2 separate regions of the Mus musculus genome follow, and region 2 is linked to region 1. Evidence: chromatin contacts called from public promoter capture Hi-C data. All regions are on one chromosome and are shown on one strand. The core of a region is the stretch at or near the end of the contact, and the rest is flanking DNA. Distances in the headings are between cores, read along the strand shown. Region 1 holds the start of Zfp747 (zinc finger protein 747). Region 2 holds the start of Tmem265 (transmembrane protein 265).

Region 1 (7,914 bases), core at 3,065-5,564:
GATATTAGCATACTGCACCTTAGAACTAATATTGGTTATTCCCCTTATCCACTCATCCATAGCTGCTGCCCGCACCTTTAATGTTTTGTTTTGTTTTCTTAACATTTGGCATTTGAATTTTCAAATTTTAAGGTCTCTATCGATGCCTGCCTCAATTCAGGGTCTGGCAGGGCTTTGCTCACAGCTGAGACTCATCTTTGAAAGAAAAATCAAATCTCAAATCAGTGAAGGCTTCTGCAGAGCCTTGGATACGCTTTGTAAACAAGGTGGACCTTTTCTCAGGTTCAGCTTTATCCCGAGTTCTTCAAGCTGCTAAGCGGCAGTGTTCTACGGCAGCACCATTACGTTTGATCTGTTTTGTATCTTAAAGTACTGCCTTCAACTAGTAACTGGTCTTTCCCCATATTCATTCTCTGTGCTTTGTTTCACTGTTCAATACTCACATGTCCTTCCTTCCACCATGTTAACCATTGCAACAGTGGGTGGACCCTAGTGCAGCTGCCACCAATCCCTAACAAGCTCGGGGAATATTTGGGTAGCCTAGTAATTTAGAATTTACCTAAGGCGTATGCATCCCATATAAAAACAGTGGCCTCTTTAAACTGTCTAAGATCAATCATTTATAGGGCGACATCCTGTTCACCATAGCCTTGTTCCACACATTAGAAGGTATATGCTGTATGAAACTGGGGGAGCTGATAGCGATCTCATAACCCTGGGTCACCCCTCCTCCCACTCTGGTGGTGCAGTTGGTTGGGGATTAAAACTATATTCAGGACAGGAGAGATGGCTCAGTGCTTAAGAGCACTGCCTGCTCTTCAAGAGGTCCTGAGTTCAATTCCCAGCAACCACATGGTGGCTCACAACTATCTGCAATGGGGATCTGATGCCCCCTCTACTGGTGTGTCTGAACACAGCTACAGTGCACAGTGTATTTTATATACATAGAATAGATATTTTAAAAAACCAAAACCAAAAACCTTTGATTAAAGTGGGATGTTGGCTTTGATGGTCCTCTGCCCTGTTAAGCTTTTCTCTGACCTCTGCCCTCCAGCACCATTTCTATCCCTCCTTCTTCCTGGGAAAGACTCCTGCTCTCTGGCTCCATGACTAGAATGGAGCCCTTTTGTGATTTGTTTTCTGGCGCTCCTTGACTCCCAAGGGCTTTCATTTCCACCCTCAATTTTTCTAGTTAGAAAGCTAGCTATCAGCTTTCAGAAATAAAGTGCAGAGTGGGCCCTTTTGCTTTCCGATTTCAGCCATTTTGTGTTTCTTAACCCCTCCATTCCCACCCACAGTTTTTCCTGTTGTAAATCCATTCCCTCAAACTTTTTCCAAACAGAATATATGAAGAAGAAAAAGAAAAAGCAGAAAATCTTCTCTGGGAGCAAATCTGGGGATAATCCAGTCCTGGCAGTCCCAATAAAGTTTTTGCTGGAACGTGGAAACAAAAATATCCATTCCTTTGTCCTGCACCAGTTTCTCCACAGCATTGGGAATCAAATCCCCATTCAGCCTGGATCCATGTTGGGAATTTTAGAACTGGAATTTAGAACGGGAATTTTAGAATTTGGATACTTTGTGGGTTTTTCTTTCTTCCCTTTTCTTCCACCGTTTTAGCCCCATAACTAGATAAGGAAGAAAGAAAGGTTACAGAGATAAGAATACTTCCCTATCTAAACTCAGTTTCCAGTGACTAAATGTGTCCCATTTCTTCTCCTTGCTATGCCACTGTGCTAACATTAATTGGTATAGTTCTCATAAATTAGCCTAACTCTACAGAACATTCCTCTATGACCCAACTGTATAATCACGGGTTCAAAGTCTAAGTTTCATTGATTGCCTTTGAAGATAGCAGGTTTCTGCTGCGGAATCTACACTATCAGACATCGTGCTCTAACACAGGTTCCTTTGGTTGTCTTTTAACTATGGACTTAAGCAGTTTCTCTTTCATAACTATATTATCAACTATATTCCCAAGGTCAAGGTTTTACATTTCCGTAGTCTTTTAAATGTAATATATTCATTCTCCTAGATAGAAGGAAAAATCCCTTCTTGTTCCTTCTGCTCCAGGAAAGCTTTTGCTTTTTCCAACTTCATCTTAAAGACTGTTCATGTTGTTATCAATTCTATCTCTTTTATAAACTCATAAGCTACAGGAAACCCAATCAGATCTACCTCTCCTGGACCAAGTAGACACCATCCAGATAAGTACACCTGCCAATCAATGGCCTATGTCCTCATTTGCTACCTGTCTTAGTCAGGGTTTCTATTCCTGCACAACACATCATGCCCAAGAAGCAAGTGGGTGAGGAAAGGTTGATTCAGCTTATACTTCTAAACTGCTGTTCATCACCAAAGGGAATCAGGACAGGAGCTCACACAGGGAAGGAACTTGGAGGCAGGAGCTGATATAGAAGCCTTGGAGGGGTGCTGCTTACTGGCTTGCTCAGCTTGCTTTCTTACAGAACCCAGATCTATCAGCCCAGGGATGCCACCGCCCACAATGGGCACTTCCACCTTGATCAATAATTGAGAAATATTATTGTCAATTATGTCTTATTATGCTGGATCTCATGGAGGCATTTCCTCAAGAAATTTCCTAAGAAAAGATGTTTCTCTGCCAAATTTATTTAACTTTCATCTCTACCTGTTGTGTGTGTGTCTGTGTGTTTCAGCATCTTGTCAAGTCCAGCCATTTACTACATCCAGGACAGCTCCAGAGAAGCAACCCACCGGTGCTCCCATCTTCTTTCACAGGCACAGATGCACCTATTGGACCTGCTCCATCCTCTCTCTCCATAGATGGTTCCACAGACCCTGGACAGCAAGGAAACAGCCAACTCTGCTAAGACTGGACCGACTTCCCCATACCCATTTTCTTAGGGTTCCCAGACACATGTCACCCCAAAGTCAGCAGGAAGTAGTCAGACATCATGATAGTCAGACATCATGACAACCCTACTCCTGCTTCACCATCACCACTTTGAAAATTTCCCTTTTTTTAATTAAACCAAAATGGGGGAATGTTAACATTTCTTCTAGGCTCTGCCCTCGTTTCCTGCCAACAGCCATGACTCATTATAAAAGGGTCTGCTTGCTCCCTCCTTTTGCTCTCTTGCTCTCTAACCCTCTTCTGCTCTGTCCCTTCTCTCCCCATTCCCCTCCCCCCTCTATATGTGTTCTACTCCCTCTCTTTCTCTGTCTCTCTCTCTTTCTCTCTCAATCCCTCTATCCTTCCCCCTTCTCTCCCTCTCTCTCTGTCTCCCTGCCTCTGTCTCTATTAAGCAGTCAACTCTCCTCCCCATGCCTTAAATGAACTCTATTCTATACTGTACCATTGTGAGCTGGTCCCTCTGGAGGAATGGATGCCTGAGCATGAGCTCACAGAGGTACCCCATTCACCTACCCCACACTGTGCCTCCACCAACATATCCCTGGTTTCTTTGTCTTTTTTTATAAAGTACAAACAGCTCTGAATGATGACAAATAGGATAATATCCCTTTTGTAAGTAGGTATTTTTATATTAAAATAACAATGAGTCAGACTTAAATCCTTACTGTGAGTTGGACCTCATTCCTCCCGGGACTCTCACAAATGGCCCAGATATCTTAACTCCCTCCTATGAGTGAGGCAGAGAAATCCAGTTGGGCAGGTGTACATCTAACCTTTTAGAAGATTAGATGGTCTGGAATGTCCCAGGTGTCCTGGCTGATCAAAGATCAGCTCTGTGATCTCTGATCTGTATCAGGAGCAGTCAGTATTCCTCAACTAGTTTGAGATTTGTAGACCAAGCTGGTGGAACCACCCCAATTGGAGGCCTGCTTCATTTGATAGCTCATTAACAGGGCTGGAGAGATGGCTCAGCAGCTAAGAGCACAGACTGCTCATCCTAAAGGTTCTGAGTTCAAATCCCAGCAACCACTTGATGCCTCACAACCATCTCCTGGTGTGTCTGAAGACAGCTACAGTACTCGTTGAAATTAATTTAAAAAAAAAAAAAAAAAGCTTATTAACAGCCCTCCCTCCACAGGCTTGCTTCTAGCTCCAAGATGAACACTGACCACAAATAAAATACTAAACATCTATTCACAGGCCGCTTCCACCTAGCTGACTGTGAGAGGGGTGTGGTTCTCCTGAGACCATAAAACCCTCCCTGTTTGTGGTGCTCACAGGCAGGGTGTGTCATGTTGGCCTGCCAGCCTGGGACTTGTTCTCAGACTGGCACTTGTAGACTCTGTGGCCATTTTGGTTGAGGGCTTGATGTCATTGGTGCAGGAAGTCACGTGATACAACCCTGGGCAGGACCGCTAGGGAGCGTAGTTTTGAGACGCCGCGCCCAAGTCCACATTTTTACTCGGTCTTCCGGAAATCTCCGCTGTGCTCCTATCAGTTTTCACTTTTTCCCTACGTTAAGGTGCACACGGACCTGGTTCCTGTCCTTTTTCAGCCCTGGTACCCGAAAACGGACACGTTGGACTGGGCAGGCAATCCCAGGAGTGCGGGGCTGACCCAGGGACTGTGCGGGGAGTCTACATGGCGCAGGTGATGGCCCCGGGAAGGGCCTCGGTACCGCCTGTGTTCTGTAAACCTGGGACTGTGAGCTTCGCGGACGTGGCCGTGTACTTCTCCCCGGAGGAGTGGAGGTATCTGCGGCCGGCGCAGAGAGCCCTGTACCGAGAGGTGATGCGCGAGACCTACGGTCTCCTGACCTATCTCGGTGAGAACCTTCCTGGCCGCCGTGGTCGCGATGCCTGTGACACCGTGGGTCCTGCGTGGCAGCAGAGAGACCTGGGCACGGGCGGTCGGAACCAACTGGGTCGTCCTCCTGACTAGTGGGTTTGCTATCTTTCCCTACAGACGTCGGATGCGCCAAACCAGCGCTCATCAGCTGGGTGGAGGAAGAGTCCGAAGTGTGGGGACCCGGTGCCCAGGATCCAGAGGTGGCCATGTGCAGGACAGAAGTCCACTCAGGTGAAGGACTGGGTACTTGCCTGGGGAAACTTCTGTGTTGCCAGCCTGTGTGGTGTCTTCTAGTGACTGCACTTACTGCCTGGCAGTTTCTTCCCTGTTTTTGTTTCTTGGCCAAAGCCATGATGGCTGGCCCCTGGATTCATCTAGAAAGGGGCTGTGATTGTTCTGTCCAGTGCTCTCACCTCGTATATACAGGGCCACTAGGCTGTACGGGTTGTAGCCCCTCGTTCCCACTCCTCTGCTGCCATCACTGTGGCTGCCTTCTGGAGTCTCCTTTAGCTCTTGCTTTCCACCTCTGAGAAGTGCTTAGCTTACTGCACTTGGGAATTGGGACCACACAGACACCTTTCTTTTCTTTTCAATTCTTTTCCTTTATTTTTTATTTTTTATTTTTTTAGAGGGTTTCTCTGTGTAGCCCTGGCTGTCCTGGAACTCACTCTGTAGACCAGGCTGGCCTCGAACTCAGAAATCTGCCTGCCTCTGCCTCCCAAGTGCTGGGATTAAAGGTGTGCGCCACCAAGCCGAGGCCCAGACCCCTTTCTTTATGCTGCATTTGGACATCTGCACACTGCACATGCTCAGATGCTGTGACATCTCCACTCCTGTGTCCAGTCTGTCCCCTTGTGGGGCTGTGGAAATTAAGGGGCAGTAGAAGTCAGAGTCTGAGCTTTTTTCATGGTCTCCCAGCAGATTGCAGGCACGAGAAGGAAAGGAAGAGACCAAGAGAAGAGACTGAAGCAATGCAGAAGACATTTTCTCCAGAACCTGGGCAGAAGGAGCCACAACTCTCATTTGCTGTCTCCGCTAGTGGAATTCAAGCCACGGTCCTAAGGGCAGACAAGCGTCACGGGTGCCATTTGTGTGGGAAGAGTTTTGCCCGGCGGTCCACGTTGGAGGCACACATGTACACTCACACAGGTGAAAAGCCGTTTCAGTGCCCAGACTGCAACAAACGATTTGGCCGGTATTCTTCCCTGAGCACTCACCGAGCCATACACCGAGGGGAACGGCCGCACCAATGTCCTGACTGTGGGAAGGGTTTTACCCAGCGGTGCACTTTGGTGGCACACATGTACTCTCACACAGGTGAAAAGCCGTTTCAGTGCCCAGACTGCAACAAATGCTTCGGCAGGTATTCCTCCCTGAGCATGCACCGAGCCATACACCGAGGGGAACGGCCACACCAGTGTCCTGACTGTGGGAAGGGTTTTACCCAGCGGTGCGCATTGGTGGAGCACATGTACTCTCACACAGGCGAAAAGTCATTCAATTGCCCTGATTGCTGCAAGTCCTTTGGTCGGCCATCTTCCCTGAGCAGGCACCGGGCCATACACCTCGAGGAGCGGCCTCATCGCTGCTCTCACTGTGGCAAGACTTTTACACAGCGCTCTTCACTCACCAGCCATCTCCGTGTCCACACTGGGGAGAAGCCTTACTGTTGTGCTGATTGTGGACGCTGCTTCAGCCAGCGCTCTAGGCTCCATGAGCACCAGCGAGTGGTACACAGCGGTGTGACCCCCTTTTCTTGCACTCACTGTGGCAGTGCCTTTGCGGATTCCAAATATCTTCGGCGCCACATGCGCATCCATACAGGTGAGAAGCCTTATTCATGCCCTGACTGGTCGCTGCTTTCGCCAGGGCACCGAAATTCCAGCCCATAGGAGGACCCACACTGGCGAGCGTCCTTACCCCTGCCCTCAATGTGGCAGGCAGTTTCGCACAAAGTCAGCTATGACAAGCTACCAGTGGGTCCTTAGACCAGGATTAAAGGCCATAAGGACAAAAAAGCCAGTCAGTTATCTATATCCCTGGACCCTAGACAAGAGGACCCGGATCCACCTGTGGGCTTCTAGCATTACCCAGAGTTATTCCAAAAGTGCGGGTGATGGTCTTAAAGGCGCCAACATAGAGGGTGAAATATGTACATTGTTTGAGGCCCAGAGGATTGAACCTATGGCATCTTCCTGAAGTCACAGACGTTCTAGGTACTGCTGGTCTGGGCACCGGGTACAGTCTTCTAGGAGGTTTCCAGATGCATCTGCACACACTCCGGATGTACTGTCGTCTTGGCGTCTATTGGGCTGGGCTGGGCTGGGCAACCCCACTAGAGCTCCATGAGAAGCGAGGGCCTTTTCCTGGCTCAGAAGTATTGAGAAGCCTGAGGATGAAGAGAGCCTCGTTGAAGTCATTGTGTCTTTAATGCAGAGGCTAAAGTTGATGGCTCTGTGTGGGTTGAGCCAGCTGCATTCTCCGGGATTGAGTTACTGGTCAAGAGCCTGGTGTGGTGGTTCCTGCCTGTGATTCCCCCACTGGGGAGGTAGAGACAGGAAGACCAGGAATTTGAGACCAGTTTGGGTCACCTGAGACTGCATATAAACATAAATAAAATTATTTATTTCTAAATAACTGTAATTAATTACGGTTTAAAAACCAAAGTATCTATGACATGTACCAAAGGCCTAAGTTTGTAGGTTCTCTGGAAAAAATCCAAAATATTCAGCCCAGCAAACAAGACAGAAGAGTTCTGTGGTCCATTCTCAGCATTCCATACACTGTGTGTGCCGCCACATGCTTGCTTGCAGCACTTGGTAGCTGGTGGCACAAGGATGTTCAGAACTTTAAGGCTGCCCTCTGTCACAGACAGACAGACAGACAGACACACACACACACACACACACACACACACCAGTTTCAGATCAGATTATGGCAACAGCCCCCATGTCTTGATTTCAGCGTTGGAAGGAGAGAATCAGGTCTGGAAGACAGTGGATTTTAGGATTTTCTCAATCAAGGAGGGCTTGTATGAAATTGGATGGCAAAGAAGGAAAAAGAAATAAAGAAACAAAAACCTCATAAATGATTTCTGCTCCTCATTTGTATTTTATGTTATGGCTTTTAAAGTTCTTCCTTGCCTATCACCTTTTTTTGCCTTTCCTCTG
Region 2 (7,914 bases), core at 3,350-5,849, 190 kb before region 1:
TATTTAAAACTGTCAATATGTAGGGTGGTAGTTCCTATAAAACAATCTTTTCATCCCTCTGGAACCAAACTGTCTGAATTCAATCATATCTTTTCTATTTTCTAGCATTAGGGCCTAGGACACATATATACCCATTTCCTCAACTATAAAGAAAAATGGCACCAACTATTGTGAGGTCTCAGAAGAAAGAAACAATGCCTGGAGCACAGCCTAGCAGTAATTACTCAGTGAGCGGTGTGCTAGCTACTACTACTATTCTTTTAGTCTGTCTTTTTAGGTTCATGTCTTTAGGTTCTGATAAGAAGCTCGATTTTTTTTTCCAAGGAAAATTTCTAAAAAATGTAAAAAAAAAAAAAAAAAAAAAAAAAAAAACACAACAAAAAACCCAACAACAACAAAAACACAAAAAAAACCCCAAACCTTTCCTTCTTTTGGAGCAATGAGATAGAATTAAAAGGCCAGATGCAGGCTAAGTCATCATTTAGATGTCTTCTCTTGCCTTCACCAAAGGCCCAAGGGAAAAATCAGTAAAAAGAGCAATTAGACAATATTTCACCATCAAAAAAGACTTTTATTACAAAACAAATTCTAATAAAATCAAGCCTGGTTTTCATCCCTTTCTCTTAATGGAGGCTCCTAGGATGGAAGGGCAAGGGAGAGAAAGCAAAGAATAATGAAAGAACATAGGCTGACCTCCCCTTGAAGTCTCAGGTGCTTTGAATAGCCTAGTTGAGCTCTTCCAATGGCTCCATTCCAAAGGCAACATTCTTCCAGACAGGAAGAACCACGAACCACTCCTGTCACCAGAACTGAGCACTGCCGAAATGTTGGATTGGATCCAGGTCTTGACTGACTCTCAGCAAAGGCCACCCAGGGTTATTCAGCCTGAGCAATGGTGTAGGAGAGCAGCCACAGCAGCAGGGGGCCCAGAAAAAGGACAGCAAGCCAGACAGCAAAACTGGCCAGAATGAGTCTCCGGGCCCGTGCCCTCAAGCATATGGCCTCCTCCGACTGGCCTGCCTTATGCCGCTCTTCTGCCTGTTGGGGGCAGGTTCTTGGTTAGATTCTCCCCCTGCTTCTGTCCCAAAGTACCCACTGCCCCATTTCACTTCTTGATCCATCATAGCTCATAATTGCACACATAAACACTTTACAACCTTTTCTGGTCTTTCTTGGCTCATCTGCAATACAAAGTATTCATTTTAGTTCTGCCTTACTTTTCAACTGGCCACAGTTAGCTCACAAAGACTGTATCTTAAATAACTTTGGTTTGTTTTGTGGTTTGGGATGGAACCCAAGGGCCTGTGCATACTAACCAAGTACTCTGCTGAACTACATTTCTGGACTGGAAAATACTTTGCAATCCTTCTATTTCCATTCTTTTCTATTTGTCCCACATTCATTCTCTCTCTCATGGTCCAAAAGGCACCACCATTTTTATCATGAAGGACTGCTTTTATGGTTTTTGCCCCACTGAAATTCTTATGATGGGTCTGGAGAGATGGCTCAGCAGTTAAGAGCACTGACTGCTCTTCTGAAAGTCCTCAGTTCAAATACCAGCAATCACACAATGGCTCACAACCTTCCATAGTGAGATCTGACGCCCTCTTCTGGTGCGTCTTAAGACAGCTACAGTGTAAAGATATAATAATTAAATCTTTAAGCCGGAGAGAGCGGGGCCCGACCTGAGCGAGAAGAGGTCCTGAATTCAAATTCCCAGCAACCACATGATGGCTTACAATCATCAATACAGCTACAGTGTACTTATATACATTAAATAAATAAATCTCAAAAAAAAAAAAAAAGAAATTCTTATGATGACAAAATGTTTCTGACTGTGAGGTAGTGAGAAAATTCTAGAATGTTTAAATTAGTTTGAATAGCCTTTCACTAGGTATATGTGTATGCTGGAATTATCACTTTTCATAAGCAGGACTCTGGACTCAATTCCTAGTAATGCCACCCCTATCCCAATTACAACAAAAAGCAGGAGGGGTGCAGACTGTTCTCTAACAACTGCTCTACTCATTGCACACGATGGAGATCCTTCTCATCACGACTAAACTGTCTGCCTGTAGTCCTGCCCCTTGTGATTCAGCCTCAATGGGGGGTTTGAGAGTAGATCTTTCTGAAACACAAATCTGGCCATGTCACTCCTCTGAAAAAAATTTAAATTGCTTTCTACTATTCAAGATAAAGTTAAAATTCCTAAGTTCAGAATCGGAGGCCTTCAGGATCTGGATCCTTTGATGTCAAATCTCAAATATTCCTGCCTTTATTTGAATTGTTCTTCCATCCTCAATACACTCACACTTCTCCTGTACTACAGTATTAATGAACTGAATTCTACTAATTATCCATTTTTACAACTTTCGTTTTCGTAAGACACGAGTCCTTAGAAAGTATTCTTACTCTGTCACTAAGCTCAGAGCTAAGCATCAAAAGATATGTAGTAACCGTAACTGTAGACAGATCAGATACAGTCATTTCATTATACCCTCCCAGTCCCATAGGAATTTTATTCCTCACCTTGATGGCAAACACAAGAGCCATGATCCCCAGGCAAGAACAGCCACAGATAATGCTAGTAGCCGCCAAATATTGGAGGCGGAGCCAGCGGCAGTGGATAGGGGATGGAGAATGAGCAGCTTCCATGTTGCTCACCAAGCTCTCCGCTGCCTTCTCCTTGTCCTCCATCACCTGTGGATGATATAGTCAAGGCACTTTTAAGCCCAACAAATGAGCTCTTGCTCGGGCATGGTGACTCCACCCTTCTCAAAGCATGCTGTCTAGTGTCCTAACCCTACACTCAGGAATGCTGTCTTACTGGGAAATTCCTCCAGTGACTCAGGTGAGAAGACTAACTACGTGGTCGGGATCCTTTCCATAGCTGAAGATTCTGAATCTTTTGAAGGGCAAGCATGTGTGAATGTACTTATTCTTCAATAAATATAGACAATGAAGCTGACCTGGCTACCAGAAACAGGAGATAGAATTTTTTTTTTTTTAAATCTTTTCGAGCCCTGGCTATCCTGGAACTCACTCTGTAGACCAGGCTGGGCTTGAACTCAGAAATCTGTTTCTGCCTCACAACTGGTGGGATTAAAGGCGTGCGCCACCATGCCCGGCTGAGAGATATCATCTTAAAACCTTATTACTAGGTAACTTTTTTTGGCTTTGTTTTGACACAGGATTTCGTTATGTAGCCCCTCCCTGGCTTGCCAGGAACTCAGTATATAGACAAGGCTGTCCTCAAATTCAGAGACTGCCTGGCTCTGGCTTTGCTTGGCTTACTTATGATAGTTTCTCTGTGTAGCCTTGGCTGTCCTAAAACTCACTCTGTAGACCAGGCTGGCCTAGAATCACTGAGATCTATCTGCCCCTGCCTCCTGAGTGCTGGGATTAAAGGCGTGTACCACCAAACCCTGGGCATGAATAGTTTGGAGGATAAAAGAAAGGCAAGATTCATATGGTTAAGTTCTTTTTGATGTTTATAAAAACAAAACAAAATAAAAGTAACAATAAAAAAATCCCACCTAACCAAGGAGTGGAGGCAGACATCGATAATACCAATTCGGTACAGAAGCAGAAAGATCTAAATTCAAGGCCAGCATTGCTGAGTCTGAGGATACATGAGATCCTGTCTCAAAACAAAACCCCTGAATATGACACCTCCTTTTCTATGCTTGTCACCTCTACTTTATCCCAGACCATACAACCCAATCAGATTAGCAGAGTTCAAATGACTTTGCCCACAGAAACCTGCACAATGCCTTCCTAGTACTCAGGCCCTCTATGCACATCAAAATATCTTTCCACCCTCATGTCTAATCATTATCCTACAGCCTGGACACATGAAACCACCTGTGGTTCCCCGCCACAAGAAACAAAAATGCAGAATGTGAGAGAGCAAAAAGATGTGGCAAGCTGCAACAGCAGTTGAGGTGAGAAATGAATTGTCAGTAAATGAAAAGAGCCTAAGAAAGGGCCCAGGGAGTTATGGTCAGAAACTATAAACATAAGCATAGATTCTTACCTGGCCATAGGCTTTGAGGAACTGTGAGTTTCGGCTCTTGCCTCGGGTTTGATTTGGCTTGGGTGGAGATGAAGCTGACTCATGGCTCCAAGCCAAGCCAAGGTAGAGTTGTAGGGCCAGCCACCATGTGAAGAGCCCAGGGCTCTGGGAAGGGGCATGGCCAGCTCAAACCAGTTTGGCTAGATGGCGAGCAGAGGAGGGCTAAGGCATGAGCAAATGGAGGATGCCTGCTTTCTGAAGACAGGAGTGTAAGGAAGCACCTGAGTAAGGAGACTGAAGGGGACTCCCGGGTGTTGGAGAACTGAGGGCAAGTTCAAGACTCAGAGAAAAGAGTTTATCTGGGTGGTTTAAAAGACTCTATATAGCCTACCAGATCAGATTTGACAATCTTTCTTTTTTTCTTTTTTTTTTTTTTTTGACTGGGAGCGGGATTAAGTTCTGCTTCAAGGGTAACCTTGCATTAGAGATCAGTCATGGAGTCATTGTAAGAGGGAGGTGAAAAATGACGTCCAAATTCCCACCCAACCCTCCACCAGACCAGAAAATCAGAAGCCTCCTTACACGGATGCTTGTACAGAAACTAAGTTTATTATGCTTTTTTTTTTTTTTCTTAAAAAAAAAAAAAAAAGAAAAAAAAAGAAAAAAAGAAAAAGAAAAAAAAAAAGAAAAAAAAACAAAACAAACCCACCCCACCTCATTGAAAAGCCCCTCCCCCTTTACCCTAAGGGTTTGAGGCTGTGAAAGACAGCTGGGGAATCAAGTACAAGGGGGTGGGGACAGAAACTATCTTGCCACCCTTAACACTGCCCAGCCATATAGGAGAGAAAGGGGGTTGTGACAAGCCCCATTTCCATGACAACCAGTAACCTACCCCCTACTTTGGTGGAAAGGAAGACAGCCCCCTATGTCTCCCTGGAGGCTTTTTCCCTCAAAGACTTCAAGTAGTGGTTATCAGAGTCAGGCCTGGGCAAGGGAAAGCGGCCATGGTGGGATACATAAGTGAAGGGGCTGCCCATTCACGTCTTGGCCTTTCGACCTCTGTGACTAATAGTAGGGATACATAGGTGGGGAGGAGCACTACTACGCAGGATACGCTGGTCCCCTTGGTTGGTGGTCCCAACGAGCCTGCGGGGACCAGTTCGACGGCGTGGGGTTCCATCTCCTTCCTCCTCGTCACCTGAGGCTTCTACCTCTGACTCCTCTACTGAACCCTCAGGCCCCAGGGGACTTGGGGGCTGCAAGCGGCCTCGTTTTGCCATCCCAGAACTCCCAACTGGAGCCCCTGACCTTTTTCGAGGCATTTTCTCAGTTTCTAGTGGGGGGACTAGAGACCCTGGACGCAGGCGGGTTGAGCGAAATTTGGGAGTTAATGAGACCACAGGTGGTGTCAGTTCTAACCCACTTGGCCCACTATCTGCTAAATCCAGGTCATCCTGAATTACGGCCATCACCATGGACCCTTCACTCTTTCGTCCCCGCATCCCTTCAGCTTCAAGCCGAAGACGGGCCAGGCGGGTGAGAGGACGGCTTCCATCCTCATCAGAGGAACTGCCTTCACTTTCTGCCTGGCCCAGGGGTTGGCGCTGCACTCCCAGTCCACAACTCTCAAGAATAGAAGAGCTGTCGGGGTCCAAGACAGGGTGCTGGCTGGGCCTTGGTGATGGTGGGTTCTTGGGAGGTCGGCCCCGCTTCCGCTTCGGTGGGGATGTTGAAATGGTGACAGTAGTGACAGTGTTGGTGACAGCAGTGGGACAGGCTAGGAGTGGTGTCAGGGGTGCTGGGAAAGGGAGCGACTGTGTTCGGCTCTCTAAATTGCCGCCTCCTGGAGAGGATATGGTCCCAGGAATGGGCAAATCCCTTGCTTTAGGGGGACGCCCACGCCGTCTTTTCTCCACAGGCGATAGGATGGTGGGTTCTGGTCTGTGAACTGGTTGGGGTCCAGGAGGCTGGGGCCCAGGAACAAATTGGGGCCTGAGGTCAGGTTCTGCAACAGTTACTGTTTCAGGGCCGGGGACTGGGTCAACCCCATTGGTTTTCCCCTTAGAGATGGATGAAGGTACCTCATCTACCCCTCTCCCAGCATCTGCTGGAGATCTGTTCTTCTTGGGAGGCCTCCCCCTCCGACGTTTCACAGCAGGTGGAGTGATGGCAAGCTCTGTTCCTTCTCCATTCTCTGGGCTTCCCCCAGTAGTCGTCCCCAGTTCATTGTGACGACAAGCTATGAAGGTGGATTGGGTTGGGGTAGACAGTGAAGATGTAGGAGCAGCTTCACAGGGCCCACTGCTAGGAGGTGAGGATTCTGGCCCTGACATACTGTGGATCGATGGGCTTCTTGGACTGGCGCTAACTTCAGATACCCCAGGTACTAGGGTGCTGGCAGGTGCCCGATGTCGCCGTCGCTTTACAAGTTCTTTTTCCTCCACCACAGTTACTAGCCTTCCTGGCAGCTTTCGAAGCACTTTGGGACCTGGGAGCTGTCCTGTCCGGCCAGACCCCTGACCCCTGATTTCTACATCAGCACTGGTTCGACGCCGTGGAGGACGGGCAGGCAAAGGACCCTCAGGAGAGGAGGTGGCTGAAGATGAGGTTGATGGGGCTGTAACCTCAGCTCTAACAAGTTCTTGTGGCTTTTCTGAGTTGGAAATTGGGATCTGAACCTCTCTTGTTTCTCCCGAGTTCCTATGAGTCTCCAAAAGCTCATCAAGTGGTTCAGCAGATGCTGCTGAGGGTGGGAGCTCCAGCCCATTGCTCTCATTCAGACTCATGGTCAATTCCTCACTACCAGGTAGCAGTGTGGTATTGGTCCCCTCCACAGGACCTGGCACCTCCTGCTGCTGACCATTGGGGATGCTCTCAGCTTCCAGGGTTGAACTGGGTGCAGGAATACAAGGAAGAGTCTTCTCTGATTCAGGCAGGATATCAACAGCCACTGGCAAAAGATCCTTTGGAGACACAAGACTAGCCAGGGAAGCCTCAGAATTGGTCATTCCAGGCAGCTCTAGAGACTCCACAGGTGCCAATTCTTGTGCACACAGCCCTACTTCTCCTGAGTCCAAGGGGAGGTTGGTAACCCCAGGAGAGATGGGAACAGAAAGGGAGTCAAGTGGGGCTGGTGAAGAAGAGGTTAATACAGAGGTTTGAGCTTGTAAGGGGGTACAAGTGGGTAGAGGGGTACAGGCAGAAGGCGGGGTAGAAGCAGGAGACGAACTAGGAGGAAGCTGAAGCAGAGGTGGAGTAGGCAAGATATGGACAGGAAGAATGGTTACTGGATTTGGGGCTGAAATGGGTATTGGAGCTGTGGCTAGGGCAGAAGTTATAGCAGAAGCAACAGAAGCAGCAGGAGGGAGAGGAGCAGGAGAAGGAGAAGCAGCAGGAGGAGAAGCAGGAGGAGCAGGAGGAGCAGGAGAAGCAGGAGCAGGCGGAGGAGGAGGAGCAGGAGAAGGAGAAGCAGGAGGAGCAGGAGGAGGAGGAGGAGCAGGAGGAGGAGGAGGAGGACGAGGCCTAGGCACTGGCCTGGGAATTCTTTCTCTCACAGGGCTGCATTGGGGAGGCACAAAGGTGTTGCAGGTATGATGGGAGGATGTGACAGGAGTGTGGTTTGCTCCTTGAGTTTCTGCCCGAGCTCCACGAAGACGTTCACTGACACGAGTCCCCAGCCTCTCAGGAGCCCTGATTTTCTTGCTGCGCCGGTGGCTGGCTCCACTACTTCCACAAGACATCTCATCCCCAGCCCCTGGTCCTTCCTCTTCCTCGTGGGGTAGTCGGAACACCTCCTCCTTGGCTTGGTCCAGGTCTTTTCGGGCAGCTTCCACTTGTTCCTACCAACAACGTGGCCAATAGTGTCAGCAAGAGGAAGAGCGAGCAGAGCAAGGCATGAT

The links. Promoter capture Hi-C pulls out the DNA fragments that hold promoters and counts their contacts.
Region 2: a contact with region 1 is called in a promoter capture Hi-C map of hematopoietic stem and progenitor cells, with 3 times the contacts expected there. The contact joins the promoter of Tmem265 here to the promoter of Zfp747 in region 1. A contact is called at or near these places in 19 of 39 promoter capture datasets (3T3-L1-derived adipocytes, the C10 cell line, the HPC-7 cell line and 11 more), 2 of 15 datasets of contacts at CTCF or cohesin (large pre-B cells and pro-B cells), 2 of 484 Hi-C or Micro-C datasets (CD4 T cells and the HPC-7 cell line), 3 of 115 datasets of contacts at active chromatin or transcription factors (bone marrow-derived macrophages, embryonic basal ganglia and embryonic hindbrain) and 2 of 9 other capture datasets (adipose tissue and macrophages).

What each region holds. Positions count from the first base shown.
Region 1 is chr7:127,372,450-127,380,363 of GRCm38.p6, reverse strand. Zfp747 (zinc finger protein 747) reads left to right here and starts at 4,314. Exons shown (of 3, transcript NM_175560.3): 1 at 4,314-4,721; 2 at 4,862-4,975; 3 at 5,666-7,827. The coding sequence starts at 4,538. The coding sequence ends at 6,636. It also overlaps a transcript of Zfp764 not described here.
Region 2 is chr7:127,557,908-127,565,821 of GRCm38.p6, reverse strand. Tmem265 (transmembrane protein 265) reads right to left here and starts at 4,599. Exons shown (of 3, transcript NM_001304267.1): 1 at 4,037-4,599; 2 at 2,530-2,700; 3 at 551-1,038. The coding sequence starts at 2,697. The coding sequence ends at 877. It overlaps Srcap (Snf2-related CREBBP activator protein), which reads right to left. Exons shown (of 34, transcript NM_001304266.1): 34 at 4,603-7,854. The coding sequence ends at 5,053.